Linked DNA regions of Mus musculus: regions 2 and 3 are each linked to region 1. The links are chromatin contacts, called in public HiChIP or PLAC-seq maps. All regions are on one chromosome and are shown on one strand. The core of a region is the stretch at or near the end of the contact, and the rest is flanking DNA. Distances in the headings are between cores, read along the strand shown.

The links. HiChIP or PLAC-seq counts read pairs in DNA pulled down with a chosen protein or histone mark.
Region 2: an H3K27ac HiChIP or PLAC-seq map of extraembryonic endoderm stem cells shows a contact between it and region 1. The contact joins two enhancer-like sites. A contact is called at or near these places in 6 of 39 promoter capture datasets (the 3T3-L1 cell line, the C10 cell line, the HPC-7 cell line and 3 more), 13 of 115 datasets of contacts at active chromatin or transcription factors (bone marrow-derived macrophages, craniofacial prominence, embryonic basal ganglia and 7 more) and 3 of 9 other capture datasets (adipose tissue, liver and pancreatic islet).
Region 3: a contact with region 1 is called in an H3K27ac HiChIP or PLAC-seq map of extraembryonic endoderm stem cells, with 10 times the contacts expected there. The contact joins two enhancer-like sites. A contact is called at or near these places in 1 of 39 promoter capture datasets (cranial neural crest) and 3 of 115 datasets of contacts at active chromatin or transcription factors (embryonic stem cells, extraembryonic endoderm stem cells and stem cell-derived neural progenitor cells).

Annotation. Positions count from the first base shown.
Region 1 is chr4:117,300,717-117,305,654 of GRCm38.p6, forward strand. The region is part of intron 3 of Rnf220 (ring finger protein 220); the gene reads right to left. It overlaps Gm12843 (a long non-coding RNA gene), which reads left to right. Exons shown (of 4, transcript XR_003955258.1): 4 at 1-4,673. Among named protein-coding and RNA genes, the nearest start is that of Gm12843, 14 kb to the left of the region's middle. Within about 2 kb of position 3,660, at least 31 of the 459 cell types and tissues checked have an H3K27ac peak or open chromatin away from gene starts, as enhancers often do. A contact at or near this core is called in extraembryonic endoderm stem cells, where this site is marked.
Region 2 is chr4:117,574,492-117,579,179 of GRCm38.p6, forward strand. The region is part of intron 3 of Eri3 (exoribonuclease 3); the gene reads left to right. Among named protein-coding and RNA genes, the nearest start is that of Eri3, 26 kb to the left of the region's middle. Within about 2 kb of position 3,385, at least 11 of the 459 cell types and tissues checked have an H3K27ac peak or open chromatin away from gene starts, as enhancers often do. A contact at or near this core is called in extraembryonic endoderm stem cells, where this site is marked.
Region 3 is chr4:117,804,780-117,809,360 of GRCm38.p6, forward strand. No RefSeq gene overlaps it. Among named protein-coding and RNA genes, the nearest start is that of Gm40232, 20 kb to the left of the region's middle. Within about 2 kb of position 2,467, at least 19 of the 459 cell types and tissues checked have an H3K27ac peak or open chromatin away from gene starts, as enhancers often do. A contact at or near this core is called in extraembryonic endoderm stem cells, where this site is marked.

The DNA of each region.
Region 1 (4,938 bases), core at 2,410-4,909:
GGGACATTTGGCAATGTCTGAATTACATATACATATACGTACGTATGTCCATATATACATATGCACCTAATATATGCTAGACAAATGTTTCACGACTAAACTACATTCTAAGCCCCTAGAGATAGTATTGATTGATTTCTGATTGTTCGAACTGGGTGTGGAACGGGGGTTGCTACTGGCATCTAGTGGGTGGATGGTGTTTAACAACTTAGACTATCCCAGACAGCCCCCCTCACAGAGAATTATTGGACCTAAAATGTCAATAGTGCGGAGGTTGAGAAGCCCTGGTCTCAAGGCACATACACAGACTATCATTCTACCAACAGGCACATAGATGTGGGCAGTCACACCCAGAGACTCAGACATGCATACAGATGCACAGGGCCACAGGGTCACTTCCAGAGACATGGTCATAAAGACAAATCCACAACAGCCGTGCAGACTGGATGAAGAACCGTTCACGTACAAAAGTCCACGTGAACACATGCAGAGATAGACACCTCTAAAGCACTGCCACACCCAGACACATGCACACCTACAGATGTAGGCACTTAAAGGATCCCATGCACATGGCAGGGCAAAAGCCACCAGCCTGCGCAGCACAATCAGAATAGAGTCACCAGTCTGTCCATGCAGCAGGAACAACACCGACTACAAAGGACTGGCAGTCAAGCTTCTCTCAGTTCCAGTGTTCACTAATGGTCTATGCCTGGCTCTGATATAGGCACCGGGCATACAGAGGGGGAAGCTGAGGTTTGTTAGTCATAACTTTGATCATTTCTTAATTTCTTTATTCATTCAGTGAATACACGTGAGCATCACCATCCTGCTTACAAAGTGAGCTGTCTGCTATCCACCACGCTGTCGCCATACTTGACCCTGGCTGGGATTTTGCTCTTATCTTAAGGTGAGATCAGAAACTGAAGAAATGAAGAACTTATTGTGTACCCACTGTATACTACAGAGACAGAGAGGCCTTGTGAATGTAATTTCACCCTAAACTTGACCAAGTTGACAGACAAGACCAAGTGACACCTTTGTGGTCACACAATCCATAGAGGGTTTGGAACTCCAGGGTTGTTTGTTTGTTTTGTTTTTTGAATGCTCCCTCTCTAAAGTTATGTAGGCTCTAATGCATGCAGAACTTTGATGTGCAACTTTGGGCAGGGTCTTGCCCATCCTGGGCTCATCTCCTTTGCTGGTAAGTAGAATGGGGTCATTTGGGGTCAGGATGTCCAGCCTGTGCTCTGGCAAGCGCATCTTCTGTTCTTAGCAAAGCTATTCCCCTTGCTTACACAGGGCCAGCTCAGCCTCAGCCTCCTGCCCTGGCTCTGAGCAATATCCTCTCCTTCCCTTTCTTCTATGAACCCCTTTCACAGCAAGTTTTCTTGGCTTTCCGGAGCCTGGAGCCCGGGAGCCTGATGCGTGGCTTGCCTTGGAGGAGAGAGGTCTAGGTCCTGAGCTGTAAGCAGCCCAGCTACCGCCCAGCCCAGCCCATCAGCTCTGCCTTCCCACCCCTCCCTGTTTCCACAGCCCGCCCCCAACAATTTCCTTCCCTGTTCAGTCACTCCCTGCCTAGTGATCCATGGGTTTTAAATTATAACTGGGACCCAGGAAACGCGTTCCTAAGTACAATATTCATGGGCTGGGCTGACACTTTTAATTAAGGTGATTTACACTGAATTATCCTTGGAAATAAAGAAATGGTGCACTGCCCGGGAATAAACCATCATCACCAGCCGCCTTTGTAAGTTACACTTCGTTTTAATCTATTTGGGGAATTGTTTATCTAGTTCATTACCCAACCAAACACCGAGGCCGGCCTTAAATAAGGCTTAAGTAGGGGTGGGGGCACTGCCATCTCTACACCCCGCCTCTCCTTAGGAGCTACCCAGTCTCCCTTTAGATGTTTTTCCAGCCCCTTTAAAGCACCTCCCAGAGGAGGCTGTTTCCCGGCCCAGGGGCCAGCTTTCATAGGGGAGATGTCTGAGCTCAGGTCCTACCAGCTAAGCCTGTGAGTGTTCCATGCCCAGGGCTGTTTCTTCCTCTCTGAGACCACAGAGAGGTCTCAGAGCCCTGCCATCCTGAGCCCCCATTTATGTCCGTGTCTGTCTCTCTATACACACACATCTAGCCCCTAGCTGGAAGCCATCCAGAGGTGCCTCAGCTCACCCAGAGCCCTACCTGTTGCTTCCTCTCTGACTGTGGACATTACCTCTAACACACTCCCAACCATTCAAATCCCAGTTCTCTCCTAGTAAGCACCCTAGGTAAGTCCTTTGGCTTCTCCTTCGTCTTAATCCACTCTTCTGCATCCCCCACTTTCAGTGGCTGTCCTTGCATGGGAGGAAGGCCCTTCTGACTCTGTGTTTGACTCAGAGTTATGCTTTGTTCTGAGTAGCCAAGCCCTTGGATTTAAGGAGCCCTTGTTCAGTAAGGTTCTAGGAGGGGAGAGACAGACTCAGGTGAGGTGTAGGAGGGCTGTGGCAGGAACTTGGGAAAGGATCCCGTTGAGCTGCTGAGAACTCTGCTTTTCCTGTGGGCATGTGGCTGCTCTTGGTACCTGGGAATGTTCACCTCTGGGAAGGTGGCTTCTTTCAGGGTGTGTGTGTGTGTGTGTGTGTGTGTACACTGAGCTGTGTGGGAATGGAGTGTTTGTGCACTGTATACATGTGTGTCAAGCCTGTGTTTGTGAAAACCCAGCCTCCTTTGCGTAGGAGCTGTAAGGTCCTTGCTTCTTTTGTGAGCCCCCAGGTGTACAGCAATAGCACACACAGGACCCGCCTAGGTTGTTGGGCAGTTAGAGGCAGAAGGTTGAAGAACTCCATCTAGAAAGTTCCAGAAGTAGAACCACCTGGGAGGCTAGCCTGGCAGCAGCACCCAAGGGCTCAGGGCGAGCGAGGCTGAGGAGCGGACAAGAGAGGGAGGGCAAAAGAGGCAAGGGCAGGGTGATAAGGGGTATTGGGGCAGGTTGAGAGACGAGGGGAGGAGCCAGCACAGAAAACAAAGGGAGAGGAGCCAGGAATTCGGCCTGGAGGAAGCAGAGGGCTGGAGAGCTGGGGAGGAGGGGACTTGGTCACAGGTCACCAATCCAGGAGGCTCACTTTCGGGCTCTTGCCTGGGTGGTGAAGGGGCGACCTCAGTTTCCTCATCGGTGAACTCGTCCTTCTGTTCAGGATACTGATGGTGGGAAGAAGGAATGTGGGTGGGGTGGATGGAGCGCAGGAGCTCAGGTGCTTCCGTCTTTCCCCAACCTTCTTTGCCCATCCTCGGGCTCATCCCAGAGCCAGCACCGGGCGGGGCAAGGGCAACCAGGCTGGGGACCCTCGCTCACGCTGCCCGTCAGCCCGGAGGGAGCTGACACGCTCCTTGGGAATTTATCACGCACCCAATTACAATGTTAATTGGCAAGTTCCTGAAATCAATTAATTCGCAAATTTTTTCCAATTAAAAATCCAGATAAATCACAGGGGCGGCGGCGGGGCCGGTCCAGCCCGCAGTCCGGTGGCCGCAGTGGCCGCGGGGAGGGGGCGCGCGTGGGGAGGGGGCGGCGGGTGCGGCTGCCCTTGAACGCCTTTGCCGGCCGGTCCGACTGTCAGCGCGCCGGGCGCGGCGGGGCCGAGACAGATAAAACCATCGACCCGTCGCCGCCAGCGCTTCGGCTTTATCGATCCGACGGGAATTTCACTTGCTGTGCAGATCCCGCTGTCCGGCTGTCAGACACCCGGTGGGGAGGAGGGCGTGCCAGGGGCGCAGGGCGTGCACGTGCTGAGGGCGGCGTGGGCATTAGGGGGTGCAGGAATAGGCCCGGACGTGAGCCCACAGCCGCGAGGTGTGGGTGCTCTGAGAAACGTGGATGATGAGGGATTTATGCAGGGTCACGAGCAGGGATAGAACGGAAAAGGCGAGGGAGATGGCCTGGGTGGTGCGGGCTGGGGCGGGGGTCCTTGCCCAGGAGGCAAAAAGAACATTTCAGCGGGGCAGGCACAGTGCCCAAATGCGCTCCGCAAGTCCCTGCGTTTTCTGTTCTTGGTTGAGGTTCTCTTCATTGGAAGCAAATTACCCAGAAATCCTGGTACAGCCTGCAAGCTGTTTCTTTCACTTTCTGCCCCTGACAGGTCAATCCCCCACGGTGTGTAAGTGATGGGGGAGGGGAGGCGAAGAGCAGAGCGCTGGTGTCAAAACTGCTAGAGACAAACCTTATGTTTATTGCCAAGTGGGCAACCTTAGAGAAGTCACTTAACGTGGCTGTGCCTCGGTTTCCTCATCTATAAAATGGGAGTTATAGCTATAGTCACACATCACAATTAGCAACGGGCTGGCTACATATCTGAAAGTTGTCCCGTGAGGTTACATTGCCTAGTGGCAGTGTAGTTTAAGTACACTCTATGGTACTCACATGATCAAAAAATGTCTAAGGATGCATTTCTTAGCACATACATCCATCATTAAGCAGTGCATGACCATCACATAGCTATGTGAAGAATAGCTCTTGTGAGATAGTGAATTTCCATGCAGTTCATTATTATTACCATACTATAGCTTCTGTGGGGCTTTTAAAGTGTGCCCACAGGTTCTTTGGATACTCTTGTCTTTAAGAATGAGAGCTTTTAGAGCATAATTCTCCTCCCTTGAGTATGGGCTGGGCTGGATTGGAAAGATGGGTCAGCTAATGAAGGCTAGGCTCACAACCAAAACTATAGGAGTATGAGCTATGCTCGGTGATTTCCTCCCTCCCTCCCTCCCTCCCTCCCTTCCTTCCTTCCTTCCTTCCTTCCTCCCTCACTCCTCTGTCCCTCTCTCTAACCGGTTCTTCCTGCCTCTTTTCCTCTCTGCCTTCCTTTCTTCCTATCTAAAGATCTGGTCTCACTATGTAGCTCACTCCGCAGCGCAGGCTGACCTCTAGTTCCAGGTCTTCCTGCCTCTGCCTCTGGAATT
Region 2 (4,688 bases), core at 2,135-4,634, 270 kb after region 1:
ACTGATCTAAATCATTTTGTTTCCCTTGAAGAAATAACAGGAAAAACAAACAAACCCCACAACTCTAACAAGGCAAGATGGGGTAAAGCATTCTGTTGTTGGGAAGGACGCTGACTCTTTACAAGACACGGTTATGTGCTCTTGGTGATTTTGGTTTCAGTGCTGGGGTTTGAATACAGGGCCTCAGCTACATGAGTACTCTATCACTAAGCTGCATTTCTAGCCCAGGAATTTACGTTTTTAATAAATTCTCATTGGGAGGCCGTCTGCGGTACTAGCTTTTTCATCCATAAAATAGGGAGTGATTTCTGCTGGTTTAGGGAGATGTTACACCACCTCAGCCATCCAGGGAGAAAAGGACTGATGGGCCTAGTTGTCTGAGCTTCCAAGCCTACCCTGCTAGCATAGCTGCCACGCCATCCGTCACATGTGGACAGAGAACGGCACCCGTGAGCTGCTCCTTCGGGATGAAGCGTCTAGGCATGCATAAGTGGTATCTGGGCTGTGGTGGGATCACTGAGCACAGTCTCCTGAGGCCTAGCCCAGACACCTTCTCTGGGCTCCTGCCCAATTACCTGAGTGGGCCTGCGTCTGCCTCATTTCTTCACCCTGCTATCCTTTATTCCTTCACCCCAGCTAATGTGTCTTCAGGGCAATCTATAATTGTTGGAAAAAATGAGTCTTTGTGTAACCAAACTCTACCTTGTAATTCTGAGTAAGTCACGTGACTTTCCCCCGTTTGTCCCAAGACTAACTGAACAGGACTTGCCTGTATGTGTCCAAGCCCCAAGGTGAAGGCTCTGGGCCTCTAGAGTAAAGAGAGCTGAGGCAGAGGCTATTCTGTCCAGGACAAGATAGATAGCATAGTGACCGAGCGTATCAGAACTGGACTGTTCAGAGCTGAGTTTTTTTCTCTACCAAGTATGAATAGTGTGACCCTGGCTAACGTGGCTTATACCCCTTGTACTTCAGTTGCCTTATTGGCAAAGTGCCATTAGTAATAGTTCTGACTTTATAGGAGGATACAGTGAACTAAAAATACATGTCCGTGCTTCAGACAGTGCCTAGCATGTAGCTGTACATGACAGCACTTAGTAGAATTAGTACCTCTGACCCATGGTTGTATAGGAAGGTGTTGGAGTATAGCAGCTGACTGGGAGGCCAGCCTTACTTCTCTGGTTTTGTGCAGACTCTTGAGACAGATACATGGTGCTACCTAGAGAGATTTGTTAACCCCACCCATGCCCTTGCTGTACTGGAATGCTAAGTCAAGATTTCTACCCTGTTTTACTACCATGACAAACTTAAAACTAACTCAAGGAACTCTTCCCTTGCATAACCAGAGATTTGTTTTTATTAATTATATGATTACAATACAGATTTATGTATGTATTAGATAACCACAAAGAAATGATTGAATTGTTTGCTGTCCTAAAGGTTAGCTTCACAGATCCCTGATAGTTGAAGTTACTCAGAACATGGAAAAATATTCAAATTGAATCATGTGCACATGTAGAGAGACAATGTTACATGTATGCCAGGGTGAGGATACGGTTTTAACGCTTTTGATTCCTTCACTTAACTGATACATAGGTTCTTTTTTTTTTTTAATTTCAGATTTTAGTAAAGGTAAATTATAACTCAGACTATACTCCCAGACCTTAAAGAATAACACTGTCTACTTTCTGCCTTTTTTTTACATTTTAATGCCTTTGTGGGGGTCTGTGGAGGTGGGTGGAGGGGAACTTATAGGTGAAAAATCAGCCTTTTAAAGCTCTGGGTTTTCCCCCCGTTGCTTGTCCTGAAACTTCGAGCATCAGCTCTCATCTGTCAAAGTGTAAATCAGCAATTAAAACCCAAACAGCCAAATGCCAAAGATGACCCGAAGCACAAAGCAACTGACAAACAAGTCCGGACAAATCGACGGGTAATTTATAAGCTTTGCCCTAAAATCTAATTATTTGGCAATTCGAATTTGCAGCCAGCCAGGGCTCGGCAATAAATTTAACCCGCCATAAATTATTTAGGAGCAGGCTGTGGTGTAAATCAAAACCACGAGTGTTTGTTTAAGAAATAAGCTCCTTGTGCATAAAATGCCCCCCCCCCCAAAGACACTGCTAGGCAAATCCTGCCCGGTGCATCCTCACTCCTCCCGATGAGCAGGAGGCGCCCCACTCACCCCAGAAAGGGTTACTGCTGTATCAGATTATATCCAGATCTAATAGGCATTGGATAAGCCCTACATGTTTGCTGTTTGTGGTTAGGTTGCCTCTGGATTTCGACCAAATCCTTTCGTACAGGGGATAGAAGGAAGGGCTAGATTACTTGTTATTATCTCTAAGTTGAGGAAATATCTGTTTGCTTTTCTTAGATTCACTTAGGCAGATCTGAAAGTGACCTTCTCAGTCTCCCATTTCAGATGGGATCACAGAAACATTAGCGCAGGGTGAGAAGAACGTGTGCTTTGGGAAAATGGGATAGACCACTACTGTCAGTAGTCCCCCTTGCTGCCAGTCCCAGTGGCCTGCTGAGCCCTTTCTGCTACTGACTTCTGTTGTTGTCTTACTGTCTTCGAGCATAACCCAGTGTCTACAGATAATTTAGTTGAAGGAAGTTTCCATACCCTAACAACAAGCCCTACAGGCTTATTTCCTGTGATCTTCAACAGTTGGGGGTGAACTTCCACTTGAAGTACCATTGCAGTCTTGTCATGTTTATTAAGGGACCCACTGAGACTCCTAGTCGATCAGTTTTAAATCAAATGATCTTAAAACCTGTGTTCTAGCTCGCTTATGTAGGAAAAAGCAAATGAATATTTGCTTGGTGCTTCCTTTGTTTTCTCTCCCTTCTGGGAGAAAAATTGCAGCTGGTATTTTACAGAGAGAGAGAGAGAGAGAGAGAGAGAGAGAGAGAGAGAGAGAGAGAGAGAGAGAGAGAGAGAGAGAGAGAGAATAGCAGGGTAAGAACCTGGATACTTTGAAAATTCTACATTTGGAGGTTTTTGTCCTTAGTTGTCAGTTATGGCCAGTTCCCAACCTCCCCACCGCCCCCAGACCAGCTATATTATTTCACTCTGCCCTCGGACAGCTGAATGGTGTAAGGTAACCTGTACCTGTTCCAATTTTGGCACCGGCAGTGGTGTGTTCTAGAGACCTCTGATTCCAGGCAAACTAGACAGTTTGGCTAAACCTGGGATTGAGTGGTTGGTAGCAGTTGAGGAAGGAAACTGTTCAGAGGTACAAGAATGGATGACTCTAGTAGTCATTGCTTGGAGTGCTCTGAATCTGGCCTGGTGCCACCATTTACCTTGTCATCTTAGGCAGATCACCTCCCAGATCCTGTGGAAAATCCCAGAAAGCAGAGTGCTTCCTGGTGACAGATACTAGCTCTGTCTCCTATTTGTCAGTTCCTCCCTGTTTGCACACAACAGAAGTTGAGAAAGGGAGGACCAAGAGGCAGATGCTGGAGATGCAGACTGAAGGCTCAGGTTTCTCCCTTCCTGAACTCAGCCTCGTGGCACCGATCTGGCTACAGAACTCAGAAGACTCTTCAAGAACATTCCTCTAGGACTTCTGTCTAGGCCATCCACACACACTACCATTGGGGCATTGAGGAGTGTGCTGCGTTCCCTATAGAACAGTCAGCCCTACTTGTCTCTTTTTCCCCCTCCTTTTTTGGAGTCCCAGCTCTGTCCTTTACCAGCAGCATAGTTGATAAGGGGCCATCACATCTTTGAGCCTTTGTTTATTGTAAAATATTAACAGTAATGATTTCCACCTAATAAGTTGTTTAGAGGATTAAGATAATTTCTGTTAGCCCTTAGCAGAGTGTCTACCCTCTACAGAAGAAACAAGAAGCAGAGGGAACAGGATGACTGCATTCTCCACATAGCAGAGAGTGCTGGGGACCTTCTCCTTTTGTTCTTTCCCCAGAGTCTTGAGCATGCTGAGAGAAGTGCCAGGCCTCACTCCTGTGCCTGGGTGCTTGGGATGTCTTCTACATAGTAGGTGCTTATCAGTATTGGTTTATGATCTGATGCTGGTGCTGATGACTTGACCCATCTCCCAGGGTTAGTGAGCTTAAGATAAGAAAATGAATGGCAAAGAACAAAAGCCTAACACTTGGTATGTCCCTCCACTGTCCATTGTTTGCTCAGTTGTCATGTCTACTTACTAATTCAAGCACTTCTCCAAGGCACAAGTTACTCATCTCTTAAGCTCCACTCTGTCTAACATAGTAGCCCCCTATGAATGTGAATGGCATAGGGAGATAAAGGAATTATGGAACTATTCTTAGAAGCCAGAAAGAGGCCTTATAAATACAGACTGGGTCTCCTTCCTCTGGAGCAGAAGCACTCAGCTGTTCCTGAGAGGACAACCAACCAAACAGCCCTCTTCTTTCTGGGGGATATAAGAAAATTGGGCAAGTGAAAAAGGAGAGGAGCAGGGATAATGCTGTCATTATCTGAGAGCAACCAGAGCTAAAAGCTAGCACTTGGACACATCTTCACAGATCTTTGGGTCGGAATTGATACCATCTACCTGAGGCATTGTGCAGGGCGGGGTGGGGGGTGGGGGGTGGGGAGTGGGAGTGTTGTCTTTTACCATTATCAGTCAAAACAGTCTACAGTCTAGGAAATGTTTGGCTTGGCTCAGGCACACCTGATGCATAGGTATGGCAGCTGGGTG
Region 3 (4,581 bases), core at 1,217-3,716, 500 kb after region 1:
AGGCAGAGGGAAAGGGGAAGGGATAAGGGGTTTCTGAAGGTAAGACCTGAAAAGGGGAAAACATTTGAAATGTAAATAAAGAAAATATCCAATTTTTAAAAATATCAAGGTGCTGGAAAGGTGGCTCAGTGGTTAAGAGCACTGACTGCTCTGCCAGAGGTCCTGAGTTCAATTCCCAGCAAAGACATGGTGGCTCACAACCATCTGTAATGGGCTCTGATGCCCTCTTCTGGTGTGTCTGACGACAGCTACAATACTCATATACATAATGTAAATAATTCTTTTTTAAAAATCAAGCTAAAAAAACAAAAAAACAGGATCTCTCTAATACAGATAATGTTGGCCTCAGATTCAGAAACCCTCCTGCCTCTGCCTCCTGAGTGCTGCGATTAAAGATAAGATGCCCATCCCTACCTACTCTCCAACTGCTTTCCTCTTCATCAGTTTTACTTTATAACTTTTGGGGCTATCTAGCCATATACATATAATATATATATATACACCATTGCACTTATGGACTAATCATATATATGATTCTATAAAATTTTGGCTTAATGTTTTGATTTTTTGATGTTTATTTTATGTATGCAGTGTTTTGCCCGCACAGGTATCTATGTACCACATGTGTGCAGTGCTTATGAAGACTAGGAGTTCGCGCTCCTGGAACTGGAGTTACAGACAGTTCCTAGCCACCACGTGGGTGCTGAGAATCAAACTCAGGTCCTCTGGAAGAGCAGTCAGTGCTCTTAACCACTGAGCTCCAGCCCCCCGGGTTAAAATTTTTTAGAGGAAAATGTGTTGTCCTAATGAGCTTTAACTGTCAATTTGGCACAGCCTAGAGTCATCCAAGAGGAAACCCTTGGTTTAAGGATTATCTAGATCAGATTGGCTGGTTGGGGTTAAATTGATATTAATTGATGCAATAGGGCCTGGCCCACTGTGGGTGGCACCGTTCCTAAGCAGGTGGTACTAGGATGCATAGGAGAGCTAGCCCACGAGCTTGAGAGTGGCTGGACCTGCAAATAGCATCCCCCTGGCCTTTGCTTTGAGTTCCCTCTATAATTTCTGTCCCAACTTCCCTCTATGGTGGACTGTGATGGGACATGTAAGCCAAATAAATGCTTTCCTCTTCTAAGCTGCTTTCAGCCAGAGTGTTTTCATCTCAGCAACAGAAAGGAAACCAGGACAATGGTATTTCCATGAGGACACTGCAGTGTCAAGTGAACATCGGAAAAAGACAGGGCTGTCCCTAAAGACATCAGTCAGCATAATTGGCAGCTGTCACTGACATTACTCTGAATAATTGCCAACTGTTCGAGGTTTTTGGTTTTCTAAAAAAAATTTTTATTAGGGCATAATTTAAATGCAATTAAACATACAAGTCAGTCCTGCCGTCACCCGGATCCAGATAGGAACAATCCCAGCATTCTAGCAGGCTCTCTCCTGTGCCTGGTAGTGCCACTTTTTAGTGTCTTCACTTCTTTCTTTCATTTATTTATTTATTTAGTTAGTTAGTTAGTTATTTTGAGACAAGGTTTCTCCCTGGTTATCCCTGGCTATCCTGGAACTCACTCTGTAGACCAGGCTGGCCTTGAACTCAGAGATTTGAGTTCTGGGAGTTCTGAGAACTCTGCCTCCCAAGTGCTGGGATTAAAGGCGGGATCTTTCCATTCAAAGTACAGAGTATGTAGAAACAAAAGATAGCATTTCTCTCTTATCTTTTCGTTTGTAGCTTTCATGGTTTTGAGATAGGATATCCAGTGACCAGGGCTGCCTCGGACCTTAAGTAACAGAGGACGGCCTTGAATTCTTGATCCCCCCCTGCTGTGACTCGGGTGGGCTGAGTGTGCATATTTGCCACCATGCCTGGTTTTATGCAGGGCTTTGTGCGTGCTAAGTGTGATGGCCAGTCTTGTTTCTCAATGTGGCACAAGGGGGAAGAGGGACCCTCCTTTGAGGAATTGCCTCTATCAGATTGTCTTGTGGACATGTCTGTGGGGCATTTTCTTGATTGCTAGTTATGCAAGAGGGCCCAGTCCACTATGGGCAGTGCTATCCCTAGACAGGTGGGCCTGGTCTGTGTAAGGGAGGTAGTTGTGCTGCGGTGGTGACCCACATGCTTAATCCAGTACTTGGGGGCAGAGGCAGGATCTCTGTGGGTTTGAGGCCAGCTTGATCTATACAGAAAGTTCCAGGCCAGCTAGGGGTACATAGTGACACCTGTCTTAACCGCCACATCCAACTGCCTGGGAATGGGAGTTGGGTATCTAACCATGCCAGAGGAAGAAGGCCAGAATGCAGTGGCCTTCAAGGTTTTACTCAGCCCCCTGCTTCCGGGTTCCAGCTTTGAAATCCCTTCTTCCCCCAAGCTGTTTATCTCAGGAACAGAAAACCAAGCTAGAATACTAGATAAGCACTCTTCCCACAGAGCCCCACCCAGCCCCACCCGTTCTGTTTCAGAGCCAAAGCCTCAGAGTATACTTGACCTTGGGAGACTGCCAACCTGAGCTAGGCTGCCTGTTCACAGGCACGAGGCCCTCCGTTCCATCTCTAGTACCACAGATATAATTTAATTAAAAATTTGAAAGAGGACTGGAGAGATGGCTTGGGGGTTATACACACTAAATGTTCTTCCAGAGGCTCCAAGTTTCATTCCCAGCACCTCCATAGTGGCTAAGAACCATCTGTAGTTTCAGTTCCAAGGAATATGACTCCCTCTTCTGGTCTCTGAGGGCACCAGGTATGCAAGTGGTGTACAGACATACGTGCAGGCAAAATTCTAATACACATAAAAGAATGAATGAATGAATGCAAGGGGCATTGAGATGACTCATCTGGCAAAGGTGCCTGTCTCCAAGCCTGGTGACTTGAGTTTGCTCCCAGGGAGTTCCAAGGTGGAAAGAAAGAAATGATTCCTGCAAATTGTCCTCTGACCTACACACAAAATACATAAATAAGCAAGGAAACAAACAGACAATAAATGTTTTTTAAAAACCTGCCCACTCTATCGCTGACAGGCACTTGAGTTGTTCCAGAGCTGTCTGGGTGGAGCAGGGCTGCTCTGAAACTTTTCCCTGCCTTCTGATGAGATACACCTGGGACAACGTGTCTGTTATCCATGGAGACATGTTTGGCTTAGAGTGACAGATGCCTTGTGTAAATATTTTTGCCATCTCACATGGAGTTTCTTGCAGCTCCAGCTGGGTGGTGGGTTCTGCTCCAGGGTCCCCTCTGAATCTGACTCTGATTCTATCAGTTCTTATACGAATCCTTTGGGGAATGAAGCAATTTCGTGTTTGCGTATTGGTCAGGAATTGCTTGATCCAAAGTTCTCTTTTTTTTTCCTTATTGAAAATTTTTTTTATTTGTGTGACACAACCTCATATACCCCAGGCTAGCCTCAAATTCACAATGTAGCCCAGGATGACTCTGAAGTCCTGATCCTCTCGCCTCTACCTCCCAGTGCTGAAATTACAGAACCTCACATGCCTGCCCTGGTCCTGGAATTCTTGAGAGAAATCATGGCAAGGATAGAGTCAACTCACACACGAGGATGGTGGAGAAAGAAAGAAAAAGAGAATTTGTAAGGGGCTGGAAACAGAATGTTCTCATTTTTAAATTTGGAGGTTTGTGCATATATAGATAGACGTATTCTATAAAATAAGATATGTCTGACATAAATAGTTAGGCTTGACAAAAAAAATAAGATTTTTTTTCAACTTCTGTTTTACATTAGAATTCTAAAAATAGTGAATAAAAAATTTGAGTCGGGGTGCTGGACTCAGTAGTTAAGGTCACTTGTTCTGTGCTCAGAACCTAAATGGTGGCTCACCTTCTGTAAGTCCAGTTCCAGGGGATCCAAGACCATCTTCTGACCTCTGCAGGCAGACATCAGGCATGCACGTGAATACATGCATGTAGACAAAGAGCACTATACACACACACACACACACACACACACATATATGTATGTGTATGTGTGTGTATAAAACAGATACACACACACACACATGAATGAACAAATCAGGTACATGGCACATGCTTGTAGTCCCAGCATTCAGAAGGATTGTTGTAAGTTTGAAGCTAGCATGGCCTAAATTTCCAGACCAACCGGAGCTATGTAGAGCAAACCCTGTCTCAAAAAATGTTGTTTTGCATAGGGGGCTGGGTTTGTAACGTAGTGATTAAGCACCTGCCTAGCACATTTGAAGCCCTCGATTTCTCCAGCAAGCCTCCCACACTAGTTAATTACCATTTATTTTTCTTTAGGGAAAAAGAAAGGCCAATACCACCGAAATGATGGAAACTTGGGAATTGTGTGTGATGGAGTGTTGGCTAACAACTAACAACTGGTTCTCTCAGGAAAGCGTCTGTGGAAGTTCCCAATCGCTGTGCTGTAAGTACTTTTCCCATGGTGAACCGCCACACACAGCTGGTGGGACTAGAAATTGGTGCAACCCCTTTATAAAAACACTTGATGCCAAGTATAAACATTTGTAAACATTTGTAAAAAGGATTGGAGGCAAATTCCACTCCTAGGATGTGTGCCAAAAGACATGTGTTATTTACAACAGGTTAAAA